Regions from separate parts of the Triticum aestivum genome. Here region 1 is linked to region 2. The links are chromatin contacts, called in public Hi-C maps. All regions are on one chromosome and are shown on one strand. Each heading gives the region's core, a stretch centred on a gene start, on an enhancer-like site or on the middle of the called end of the contact. The rest is flanking DNA. Distances are from core to core; before and after follow the strand shown.

Region 1 (6,632 bases), core at 3,431-5,930, 150 kb before region 2:
ATAGACCCAAGAGTCAAAATCCTCATTTTTCACAATCTTAGGAGGAGGACCAACATGATTCAAATGAGTGGAGGGAACCGGTCCTCCATAAGTAGGTGGATGTTCAACATGGGCAAAGATGCCGCTACCATTTCTACCACTAGATAAAGGAACTTTATTGTAAGAAGCTTCCCCCTTATCGGAGTTAGCAGTTGCCACCTTGTTAGTGGGAGCGACCACTTCCAACGGTGCGGTGGATAACTTAAGACCATCAAGAAACTCCTTGAACATGCCTTTGACCTCGGTCGCCATGAAGGTTTTCAATGTGTCCAAAGCCACATTGAATTCCTCACGTGAGATCGGGGAACCCCCATCAGCCGTAGATGAAGAAGGATTCATACCGGGGTGCTCCTCCTCGCCGTCTATGGTGTCAACCATACTCTTAGGACGGTAAAGTCCTTAATAAAGAGGTGTGGCTCTGATACCAATTGAAAGGAACGATATAGTTGACTAGAGTGGGGGGTGAATAGGCAACTAACAATTTTTAGCTTTTCTTTACCAAATTAAACTTTGCATCAAAGTAGGTTGTCTAGATATGCAACTAGGTGAGCAACCTATATGATGCAACAACAACAAGAACACAAGCAAGCAAAGGATATAACACAATATAGCTTGCACAAGTAAAGGTGAGAGATAACCAAAAGTGGAACCGATGGAGACGAGGATGTGTTACCGAAGTTCCTTCGCTTTGAGGGAAAGTACGTCTCCGTAGGAGCGGTGTGGAGGCACAATGCTCCCAAGAAGCCACTAGGGCCACCGTATTCTCCTCACGCCCTCACACAATGCAAGGTGTCGTGATTCCACTATTGGTGCCCTTGGAGGCGGCGACGGAACCTTTACAAACAAGGTTGGGGCAATCTCCACAACTTAATTGGAGGCTCCCAATGACACCATGAAGCTTCACCACGATGGACTATGGCTCCGCGGTGACCTCAACCGTCTAGGGTGCTCAAACGCCCAAGAGTAACAAGATCGGCAAGGGATTAGTGGGGGGAATCAAATTTCTCTTGGTGGAAGTGTAGATTGAGGCCTTCTCAACCAATCCATAGAGAATCAACAAGTTTGATTGGCTAGGGAAAGAGATCGGGCAAAAATGGAGCTTAGAGCATCAATGGAGCTTGGGGATGGAAGAGGTAGTCAACTCGGAGAAGAAGACTCCCCTTTTATAGTGAAGGGGACAAATCCAAACGTTATCGACTTAACCAGCCCGAGACATGCGATACTACCGCACCAGACAAGCGGTACTACCGCACCTACGACAGATACCAGAAGAAGCCCTTTTGCGTTGACGCTACGAGCGATAGAACCGCTGGAGCGGTACTATCGTGCGCCCTTGCGGTACTACCGCAAGGCAGGGTTCGACTGGGCTGGGAAGGCACGGATGAATAAAATTACATATGTGACTACTTCCGCTGAGTTTCGATGAGTGCAAAAATCCGGCACGGTACTATAGCTCACAGGGAGCGGTACTACCGCGTAGGCTGCGGAAGTAAAAAATTACTTCCGCCCCTACGTCCATTCATGCCACAGTACTGGGCCAGAGGCCACGGTACTACCGTGATCCAGGAGCGGCACTACCGCGTACGCGGTACTACCGCTGCCCTGGGCAGTACTACCGTGGCCCATTGCGGTACTACTGCTCCCTTAAGCAGTACTACCGTGAGCTACAGATCGGTAGCACTTGGGAGGCCAACATTCTTTGCGATGACAAGGGAAACAACTGGAGCTCCAAAATGCAAGGAAATGTGGTGCAAAGGAACAGATGTGTACGTGTTGATTCCACCCTAACCTTTCCGAAGCGGACCCCTCTTAATAGTATGGGTTTCCTATGACTCAATTTCACCAAAAAGAAACATAGAGAAATGTCGTCTTTGAATGAACTCCGAGGGGCACGAAATCGTCTTGTGCCTATACATGAGATACCTGAAATGCTCAATACACACGATTAGTCCGTAAATGCATTGTCATCAATCACCAAAACCATTTAGGAAGAAATATGCCCTTACAAGGGGCGAAGCCAAGATTTGGGTATAGGGGGGCCAAGTAAACTTGATACAAGAAAAAAAACTCAAGGATTTTTTTAAGGTAATACCATATTGATGTGTCACTTCGACGCAATTAAAGTATACTTCAATTTGTATTAGTTAAAGTTTACCCTGCAATTGCCAGTAAGATTAAAATTACAAAAAAATCAGCAGAAGATGCCCTAATTGCTAGATAATTCCCTTTTCAGTGTAGATTATCATGCAATTCAGCAGACGGCTTCAATTGGATCGGGACTGATAACTTGCACATTAGCCCCATTAAGAATATCAGTAGGCAGAGAACTCAAAACAATATGCATAAAGATTGAATTAATGTTTGTGATGTTTGGGGCGCTTTTATTTTTATGACCTCTAAGCAGATCAAACAAAAGAAATTTAAAATGAATTAGCATCGTAAATCACCATTAAAATAACTACAATTGGATATAGAAATTTCTATGCATCTAATATGAGAGTTGAGAGAGATTATCCGCAGAAAAAGATTAGTAGACAGTACTGATGCTCTAAGCTGAGAATTGACAGAGTGTAGTCTGCAGGTCGCTCATCTTGGAGTCGGTGTTTGTTGATTTAATCAGAGTCAAATCTGATCTTGGGCAGGGAGCGCAAGAGGCATTTCCTATTTGGCGCCAGAGGCACCAGTTAACGTGCATTTTCGTTAACTGGCGCCTGTGGCGTCCGTAAATAGGCCGGCCCATCTAGCTGTCGATTGACATTTTCTTTTTTAAAAATTATATGAATTTTTTTGAATATCTACGATTTTTTTAAAAATTTCAACAGTTTTTTTCAGATTGATGCACTTTTTTGAATATCAATGAACTTTTTCGAATATTGATGAACTTTTTTGAAATTTGATGAACATCTTTTGGAAAATGGATAAACCTTTTTTTATCTATGAGTTTTTTTCAGTTCAATGAACTTTTTATAAAAATAAATGAACTTTTTTTGAATTTCTATGAACTTTCTTGAAACTTAATGAACTTTTGCTAAATTGGATGAACTTTTTTTCAATTTGAATGAACATTTTTTCAAATTGATGAACTTTTTTAAAAATTGATGAACTTTTTTAAAGATATGATTTTTTTTTCAAACGAATGAACCTTTTTACTTTAAATCTATAAACCTTTTTGATTTCATATTTTTATTTTCGTAACAAATAAATTAAAAAGAAACTGGGGCGGCATGCTAGTGGGCCAGCCCTAATCCCCTCAAATCATGCGTTAAGGACGTCGGGGGCTAGGGTAATAACGTCATGTGGTAGTACTAGGAAGAGCGGAGGCCATAAGTGTGATTGGGCTTTATTATGGGTCCATTTCCTTTTACAGATTTTTAAGTTGGGGGGGGGGGGGGGGGGCGAATACGTTTATTAACCAATCCTAACGCTTGTCTAAAAAAACCAATCCTAACGCTAATTACTCATAGGTGGTAAAACAATCGTCGATCATTGGGGGGGGGGCCTAGCCCCTGCTCGTCCCCCGTCTCCGCTTCTACCCGCAAGGTCCACTTTTATATTCTAGAAGCGTGCCAAGTGGTGCATCCAACTTTCGCCACATGTCGCATGTTGGACGCTTTCTGTGGATTTAAAAAAAAATATGCATTTTTGGATTGTAGAATTTTTTTTGGCTTTTGCCTGATTTTCCTAGGTTTTGGACAATCTATGCCCCCACCCCCCGGCACCAACAAAAAAAGGAAAAAACACAATATGTGCCTTAAGAAAAGTGTAACTGCAACCATACTTCTGGGCTCTGAGTTTTTTCTTCCATTTTCCCCTTTTTGTTTTTTTCTGGATTTTAGTTTTTTACGGGTTTTTTTTGGTTTTTGTTTTTTTTTCTTAAAAATAGTTCCTTGAAACATATTAACACTGGACCTAGTTTTAAAGAACTCGATGCGAGAAATCCAACGGTTGAACCGCATGGTCAAAGGATAAAACATTTAAATAAATAAATAAATAGAAAATAATAATAAAAAATAGGTTGTAACAAGTGACGTACATACAATGCGACATTTGTTAGCATCTGAGAAGACGGGGAGTGATTTAAGCGACCTAGGCACCAAATAGGAGGCCTGGCCCTTGCTCGTCCCCCTGTCTTCTCTCCTGCCCGCAAGGTCCACTTTTATAGTCTGGGAGCGTGCCAAGTGGTGCAACCCACTGCCGCCACATGTTGCATGTTGGACGCTTATGTGGATTTTCGAAAAATAATAATATGCATTTTTGGATTGTAGATGTTATTTTTTCTGCTTTTGCCTCTAGGCTTTGGTGTTTTTGTTCCGTTTTGACTTTTTTGTGTTTTTTCCTGGATTTTGTTTTTTTAGGGGGTCTTCCCAGGTTTTATTTTCGGCTTCGGATTTTTCTTTAAAAAATTCGTTGAAACCTATTAACACTGGACCTAGTTTTAAAGACCTCGACGCAAAAAATCCAACGGTTGAACCGCATGGTCAAGGGATAAAACATTTTATAAATAAATCTATAGAAAAGGGGAAAAAATAGGTTGTAACAAGTGACGTACATATAATGCAACATTTGTCAGCATCTGAGAAGAGAGGAGTTATTTAAGTGATTTATAAGGTGCAGGCTGAAAACTAGACAAAAGCCCAACACAGCAGCACTCCTCGTTCACTTCGCCTGTCTTCCATTTCCACGCCACACCTCACGTCGATCCCTAAAAAAAAAAAACTCACCTCGCCTCGCCGCCGCCGCCGCGCACCCAAAGCCTCGCCGGCGGGGACGGGAGCACCTCAAACGGGCTTCCTCGCCGTCACTCGCTTCTCGTCTGGTACGTACGCCACACTCTTCGTAGATCCTCTCTTCCTTCCTTCCTGCTCCCTTCACCCATGTCGACGGATCTGCAATCTCTCCTCCCCCGCCCCCGTTCGCAGATTGAGTGCCTCCTCTCCCCACGGCGATGGCGGACGGATCCAGGGACATTAGCAGGCGGCGGAATCCGGCGGACAAGCTCACCGAAGACCTCCTCGTCGAGATCCTGTCGCGCGTGCCGTACAGGTCGCTGTGCCGCTTCAAGTGCGTCTCCAAGCGGTGGCGCGGCATCATCTCCCACCCCGACCACCGCAAGGCGCTGCCGCAGTACCATCTCCATGACCTCGCTGGCTTCCTCTACTCGAGCCGCGGCCCCAGCACTGGCTATTTCTCAACTGACAATTTCACCCATGTCTCGGCGGGAGGCCGTGCTCCTATCCGTCCTTCGCTCCCCTTCCTGCCTGACTGTCATCAGTTCCACCTTCTGGACAGCTGCAACGGCCTACTCCTCTGCCGCCGCTTCAAGACCTTTGGTGCGGGGGCATTTTATTACGTGGTGTGCAATCCTGCCACGGAGAAATGGGTCGCCTTGCCCGGCATCTTCAGCAAGATGCAGACAGCTCGCTTGGGGTTCGACCCGGCCGTCTCCTCGCACTTCCATGTGTTCCAGTTCGTGGAGGATGGGGCTGCACATGCAAATGCCGACGATGATGACGATGCTTACGGGTTCGTCAGAGCGGTTGACATCTACTCGTCCAAAACCGGGGCCTGGAGTCACAAGGACACCGGTTGGGACTTCCTACCTAGGATAGTGCGTGATTCTAGAAGTGTCTTTGTCAATGGTTTTCTGCATTTGCTCGCCGTCGAGTCTGCGGTGCTGGCAGTGGATGTGGAGGGAACTACTTGGAGGGATATTCCTATGCCGGACGATGAGGACGCCCCCATAATAGATGTTGATGACGGGTTCATTGACCTGTCTCGAGGGCGTTTGTATCTGGCAAATAGTGATCAGCATGATCTTTATAAACTGTCGATCTGGGTTCTCGAGGACTACGGCAGTGAAGCGTGGGTCTTGGAGCACAGTGTCAGGTATCTGAATCTATTTGGAGTGAAGAATGTCCAGCTGGGACACGAGTACCATATTGTCGCCCTCCACCCACAACGAAACACGATTTTCTTGGTTTATGGGCATGACAAAGTACTGATGTCTTATGAAATGGATAGTGGGAAAGTGCAGTTCATCCACGATCTTGGACATGATTCCCTGGAGCCTTATCTTCCTTATGTTCCCTTGTACTCAGAGGCATTGGTAGATTGGCACTGATAGTCTGCCTTGCATATCACTGTTCTATTCTTGACCTTTCAGATAATGTTGAATCATAGGTCCCAAGTATTGTGTTACTTCTCTTTTGTTGTCGAGTGTATCTTGTAACCTCACTTTATGGGGCTATCTATTCCAGTTAACTTAATAACGGTACCTGCTCCACTAAACATATATGTTTATGTTTTGCTAGCAGCATTCGAGTCAATCTTTACTTTATGAGTTCATGGGGCTATCATTAATTTGTATCATGATTGATGTTTGTTATGTCCAGATTGTTGTGTTGGGCCGTAGGCATACGCCCTGTTTTAATCTATGTTGAAACTTATTGTGCATTCAAACTATGTAATCGTATGTGCAGTGAAACATGGGAGGGAATATATGTTTTATTCCTCTCGTCATTGTAGTGAACAGTAGAGCATGGGAGTTTATGTTCCTTTGCTCCTGCCAATGTTGAAATGATCAGCACTAGTGA
Region 2 (6,706 bases), core at 510-3,009:
CATCTTGGTTGGAACCCCGCTGTGGTCTGTGCCCTCTCCGGCATAGAAGTTGTCCATGGCTATGCTCTGCGCAGAAACAGAGTAAAAAACAGGCTCCTGGTTAGTAGTAGAACATTTTTTACAGAACCTTCACACTGAGAAATTCAGATCCGCAGCAGAAGTTCACCGTACCACTATGGTACAAAGGTAGTACATTGTACTGTGTTTTATAACTACTGTGAAACTTTTTTGTGAACAGGGGAGGGTTTGGAAATGCGAGTGAGACAGTCGACAAGCTGGGCTGACCGCAGTGGCAGCCGACAACATCTCCATCATAAACAGCACAACGAAGAAAATAAATTTATCTTGCCTCGTGGTCATTGTTTTATGTTTCTCTCTCTGTATAGTATTTATTTATTTAGTGGCCTAACACTAACGTCCAACGAAGTTTGGTTTTTCGAAGATGGGGTCAGAAAATGCCCAGCGAAGAAGCTGTTTGTTCTTCAGTCAGCGGTGCTTTGCCTTCGATTAACAGGATTTACATTACTAATGGTAAAAAACAAATACCCTTTGATTTCGTGTTCAGAGTAAGGAACCAATTGTAGAGAAAACAAAGCTCGAATGGATCTACCAGTAAAAAAAATTGTCTGCACAATTCAGAGTCTTTGCTAACCATTCTACCCGGAGATTTAAATTAAATTAGTAATGTAATTGATGTTTAAATTCAATCTACCCGGAGACACAAGTGAAACTGGAGCAATTGATGTTTGAATTCATGTCATATTATCATGTAGGAAAATTCAGTTCAGAGTGTGCAGAGGAAGTAAAACAAACACGGTGGATGCATGAGATGAATGGATATAGTATGGGTGTACTACCTTGACGAGGACGTCGGGCTCGTAGGGGCGGGCGGCGCCCCAGACGATGAGGCAGATGACGGTGAAGAGCAGGAGGAAGCTGACGAAGGCGAGCGCGAGCTTGCAGCGGCCGGAGAGGCCGCTGTCGCCGCCGGAGAGGCCCTCGTAGGAGCCCTCCTCCTCGATGACGCTGCACTCGGGCCACCCCTTGGCGTTCACCGCCTTGAGGTCGCCCCCGCCCCCGCCCTTGCGCCCGCTGCCGCCGCGGAGGATGCCGGAGAAGCGGCTGACGGAGGAGGCCCGGGAGTGGCGGCCGTAGGACGGGTGCGAGGGGGACTCGTTGGGGCTGTTGTACACCGGCGTCGCCTGCATCGACGACGACTTGTACCCGCCGGCGCCCCCGCCGTCGTGCGCCGAGTCCCGCGACGGGCTCTGCACGTAGTACGCGCCGCCGCCGGCCCCCGCGCCACGCTTCGGCGACCGCGGCGGCGACGACGCCGCCAGGCTCGTGATGTCCGAGTCCGACTTGCCGTGCATCATCTCCGCCGCTGCCGTCCTCCTCCGGAGTCCGGAATCCTGCCACGAGACACCGGCGAGCGCCCACGATCAAGAAAACCGAAAGAGCGAAAATGGAAAAAAACGAGAAGCAGACCGCGGCTCTGCGGGAGGGTTTTGGGTTCCGGCCCGGCCGGATCGTACCTGCGGCGGGAGAAGGCAGATGAGAGCTCCCGGAGGCGGCAGCAGGGGAGTGAAGGTGGTGGTGGTGGGGCGGCGGGGAGGAGGGGGAGGCGGAGGCAGAGCGGGGGTGGGGTGGAGTGGAGCAGTGGCAGGGGAGGGAGCACTAAAAGAGGGGGACGGGAGCGGTAACGCGCCGGAAAGGGCCGGGCCAACCTCCGCGCGCGGGATCCTCTGCGGCGGTGTGCGGTGGCGCGTGCGGGGAGCAGGTGATGGATCCAGTAGCCAGTAGGTAGGTGGTGGTGAGATTTCGCGGCGCCGTGGGGTGAATGGTTTATTGGAGTGTCGGCAGCGCAGAGAATGTCTCCTCCCGCGCCGGGACCGAGGGCGCGCGTGCGTGTCACCCAGCCTCCGGTCACACACACTCCTCCCTCCCCTCTCCCCCTATTCTTTTTTTTTTCGAGGCCCTTTCCACACTCTACCTCTAAAAAAAAGTTAACATGCACGAGTCCATCTTAAGTCGTGTGCGTCGACCGATGCAGAGGTTGGGGCTCGGCGATGCAAAAGGGCTAGCGTGCACGCGTTCATCTTAAGTCGTGTGCATCGATCGGTGCAGAGGTTGGCGACGTGAAAGAACTAGCGTGCACACATCCATCTTAAGTTGTGTCCGTATGCATCGATCGGTGCAGTTGTTCTGGCTGACGAAGCCCACCACATAGGGTTCGTGGCGCTTGCGTCGATGAGTCTAGCATGTATCGGGTGGGATCTCTATCCCCGGATAGCTCTCTCGTGCTCTCGGCGTCGTCTTTCGAGAAATTTCCATGTCGATCCAGGTTATCTCTTAGTTGGCGTTTTGGCTCGACGTTCGCAGTGCCAAGCGTACACGTAATGGTTTTTGCACTGTCGGTGGAAGCAAAATATACTGGGCGATAGTTGAAACTTATTTGGTTTACTATATAGGATGAAATGGCAAACATTATGAATGGAGTTTCGGTTTGTGCGGAGAAAACATTTGATTCACTGGTATGCGCTTCCGACTCCATGAGTAAAAAATTCAATGGGCATATTCCATTCAATTTAGGAATCCTCATACATCTCTGCTAGTCGATTATTCACTTTATGATTCTAGCTCTCTTTGATACACAATCCTCTTCGACAACAAGGATTTTCTTCCCTGTCTCAAGGTTGACTAAGCTTCTGGTGAATGGTGACACAATTATGTGAGGTCAATTTGCTAGACGGGTTGATGAATATGGCTCGATGTAGACTAGTGGGATAGCCTTCCACGTTTCATGTTCCTCTCCCGAATGGTAACTATTTCTCAAACTTCAAGATCTCGAACCGGTTTGCTCCAAAGACTTTATCTCTCGTGCTTCGTACGACATGGTTCGAGACATTTCCACGCCACCCAAGTTATCTCTTAGTTGGCATTTGGCTCCACGTTCACGATGCCATGCGTACATGTTAAGGCTTTGCACTGTCGGTGCAAACCCTATATGGGACGGTAGTGGAAACTTATTTGGTTTACTATGGAATGCAATGACAGTCATTATGGGCGGAGTTCGGGTTGCGTTGAGAAAACATTTCCTCTAGTGATATGCACTTCCAACTCCGTGTGTACAATTCCAATGGACATATCTCATTCAATCAGGGAACCCTTTTGGCTCTCTGCTAGTCGATCGTTTACTTTATGATTGAAGTCTCCATTTGATACGCAATCCTCTTCGACAAGAAGGATTTTCTTGCGTTTTCAAGGTTGATTAAGCTTCTAGCGAATAATGAAAAAAATGTGAGGTCACTTTGATGGACGGATTGATGAATATGGCTCGATGTAGACTGGTGGGATGACCTTCCACATTTCATGTTCCTCTCCTGAGTGATAACTATTTTCTCACTTCAGAATCCTGAACCGGTTTGCTTCAAAGACTTTATCTCTCATGCTCTCAGTGTCGTGTTTCAAGTCATGTCCGCATCTTGAATTTATCTCTTAGTTGGCACTTGGCTTGACCTTCGCAATGTCATACGTATACGTTAAGGTTTTGCACCATCGGTGCAAACCCTATATTGGACAGTAGTGAAAACTTATTTGGTTTACTATAGAATGCAATGACAGTCATTATGAGTGGAGCTTAGGTTGCCTTGAGAAAACATTTCCTCTAGTAATATGCACTTTCGGCTCCATTTGTACGATTCAAATGGGCATATCCCAGTCAAGCAGGGGATTTTTTGGCTCTCTGCTAGTCAATCACTTACTTTATGATTCAAGTCTCCCTTCGATACACAATCAACTTCGAGAAGAAGTATTTTCATGTGTTTTCAAGGCTGATTAAGCTTCTGGTGAACAGTGAAAAAAATATGAGGTCAATTTTCTTGATGGATTGATGAATCATGTGCCTCTGCTGAGTAATAACTATTTTCTAACTTCAGGATCTTGAACCGGTTTGCTCCAAAGACTTTATCTCTCATGCTCTTTTACGTCATGTTTTGAGTCATTTCCACGTCAGTTGGGTTACCTCTTACCTGGCGTTCGGCTCAAGGCTCGCAATGCCATGTGTAGATGTAAAAGGTTTTGTGTTGTCGGTGTAAACCTTATATTCGACGGTAGTTGAAACTTATTTGGTTAACTATAGATTGCAATGACAGTCATTATGAGTGGAGTTCGATTTGCGCTGAGAAAACATTTCCTCTAGTGATATGTATTTTTTTACTCCATTTGTACATATTCCAATGGGCATATCACATTCTATTCCGGAATTCGTTGGGCTCTCTGCTAGTCGGTCATTTACTTTACAATTCAAGTTCTCTTTGATACACAATTCTCTACCAAGAACGATTTTCTTGTGTGAATAGCGACACATCACGTGAGGTCAAATGGCTTGACGAATTGATGAATATACCTTGATGTAGACTGGTATATATGATTGCCTTCCACGTTTCACGTTCCTCGCCTGGGTGGTAACTCTTTTTCTAACTTTGTGGTCTTGAACTTGTTTTCTCCAAAGACTTTATCATTTTGTGTCGAAGCAAAAGAAAATGTTAAAAAACATTGTGATGGAGCACATATTGGGGAACATGGATATGAAATGACTTATATATGTCACATCATGGAGCTTCAGCTCCAAATTTACATACACAAGGATGATAAAAATATATTCTCATGGAGCTTCAACACAAAATCTACATACACAAGGATGATAAACACTCCAAATCTGCATACACAAGAATGATAAAAAATATTCCCGTGAATTCGTACCAAACTCAAATTCTTCTGTAATCTACAACATGTGTTTGTCGTTTTGGTTCTAAATGTATAAATTTTTGTGGTATGGTTCACTCAATTCAATATTTAAAAGTAGGCACACTAATGTAACATATATTCTAGAAGTAACAAATAGCTCTAAGTAAAAACCATCTAATCCGCATAATGTTACAATATATGAACAATACATATGGAATTGTGGTGTGTGGATCATTAGATGATTTTCACATGGACCGTGTGGGATTTCAATCCCTGTATAGCTCTCACTATCATGTGCTCATCTTTCATGCAATTTTCCAAACCATCTAGGTTATCATATAGATGGCGTTTGGTTCAAGATTCGCAATGCAATTCGTGAATGGAACATGTTTACAACGTCGGGTTAAACTGAATATTGCACAACAATTCAAACTATTTTTTTTCTCGCATGCTCATCTTCCATGGCATTTTCCATGTCATTTAGGTTATCACTTATTCACAATGCAAGACGTGAACGCAACAGCTTCACACTGTTGGTTTAAATCGAACATTGCACTATAGTTGAAACTTTATTTTGGTTAATATGGAATTTGAAGTTTATTGATATCAGAGGAGTTTGGTTTGCATCGACAAAACATTTTCCATAATACCGTGTGCTTCCACCAGGTGGGCATTTCTCAAGGATTCGACTGGGTATGTCACATTCGATTTGGGAAACCTGCTAGCATTCTTCCAGTCAACCTATGGTTGATCAGTCCATTTGCCATCAAAATCTTGAACCAACCTGTGGTTGGATGGTTGGTAATTGGTATCCCCAGCCCACCAGAGTACAAGTCCTAGACTTGACACCGGTGCTCGTATTTTCCTGGATTTATTCTAGGCCTTTCAGCGATGTGCGTTCAGTGGGAGGAGACGTTCCCGTCGACTACGAATGCGTCTATGGCGACTTCGTCAATCTCAAGATGATGTGCCGGCTCAGTCTGTCGAAGGTGTGCTCATAGGGGTAGGATGTGTGTGCGTGTGTTCATAGGGTGAGTGTGTGTATGTACGTATGCATGAGCGTCTGCATCTGTATTGTGTTCAAAAAAATCTTGCTTGATACATAGTTTCTTGGACAAATAGGGGTTCTCTTGAATTTTTAGGGTTGATCAAGTGTCTGGTGAAACATGGAAGCATTATATTGTGTGAGACCAAATCACCTAACAGATTGACGAATATGGCACGATATACTAGTCCACATATACTGTACAGTCTTGAACCATAGGGGCAGAGCCTTCTGCATATATCATGTTCCTCCCTTGCTTGGTAAGTCTTTTTGTTAGTTTGTCGATACACGGGCTGAACATAGTCTTGGAAAACAGTGGCGTGGTAGATGCATATGCAATCCAATATTGTGTAAGTTGTTGATATCCTAGAACTAGAAGTAACAATAAAGAAAAGGGCACTCTAGACAAAGCTATCTAATTCGCGTAATGCCCATCTCCAAACAAGCGTGGGCCGATATCCTAGATAGTGTAAGTAGGTGCAACAATATATATGTAATATAGTGTATTGTTCGGAGCCCTATAGATATCCTAGAGCTAGAAGGAACATATATAAGTCTAAAAGGAAAACTTTCTAATTCGCATAATGATGTTACAAAAATATGAACAATATGTAAGTAGGTGCAGTGCACACATCGATCGACAAGTGAAACTTTTGAAAGGAATCGGATCAACCAATGCATGGGGAGAGACTGGGACTGACAGAGACTCCCAAAAACCGTCCGGTCCCTTTCGCGAAGCCGACGCGTCGGGCAATTGTCAATAGAAATAAGTCCGACACGTTGGACAAACCGGAACAAATAAACCGCCAGCGGGTTGCCCTGCCTGCACGAGATTCATTTCACTTCGTGTCTGAGAACTCTGTGTGAAGTGTCTACGTTAACCGCTTTGATTTGCGTGCGGACGAGCGATCG

Evidence for each region. Hi-C and Micro-C count contacts between places; a contact is called where the count stands out from the background.
Region 1: a Hi-C map of leaf shows a contact between it and region 2, with 2.8 times the contacts expected there. The contact joins the promoter of LOC123161068 here to the promoter of LOC123156892 in region 2. A contact is called at or near these places in 2 of 5 Hi-C or Micro-C datasets (both in leaf).

Annotation. Positions count from the first base shown.
Region 1 is chr7B:23,932,400-23,939,031 of IWGSC CS RefSeq v2.1, reverse strand. LOC123161068 (F-box protein At5g07610) reads left to right here and starts at 4,680. Exons shown (of 2, transcript XM_044578925.1): 1 at 4,680-4,855; 2 at 4,959-6,352. The coding sequence starts at 4,985. The coding sequence ends at 6,160.
Region 2 is chr7B:23,774,694-23,781,399 of IWGSC CS RefSeq v2.1, reverse strand. It overlaps LOC123156892, which reads right to left and starts at 1,759. Exons shown (of 4, transcript XM_044575087.1): 1 at 1,536-1,759; 2 at 858-1,412; 3 at 1-66. The coding sequence starts at 1,376.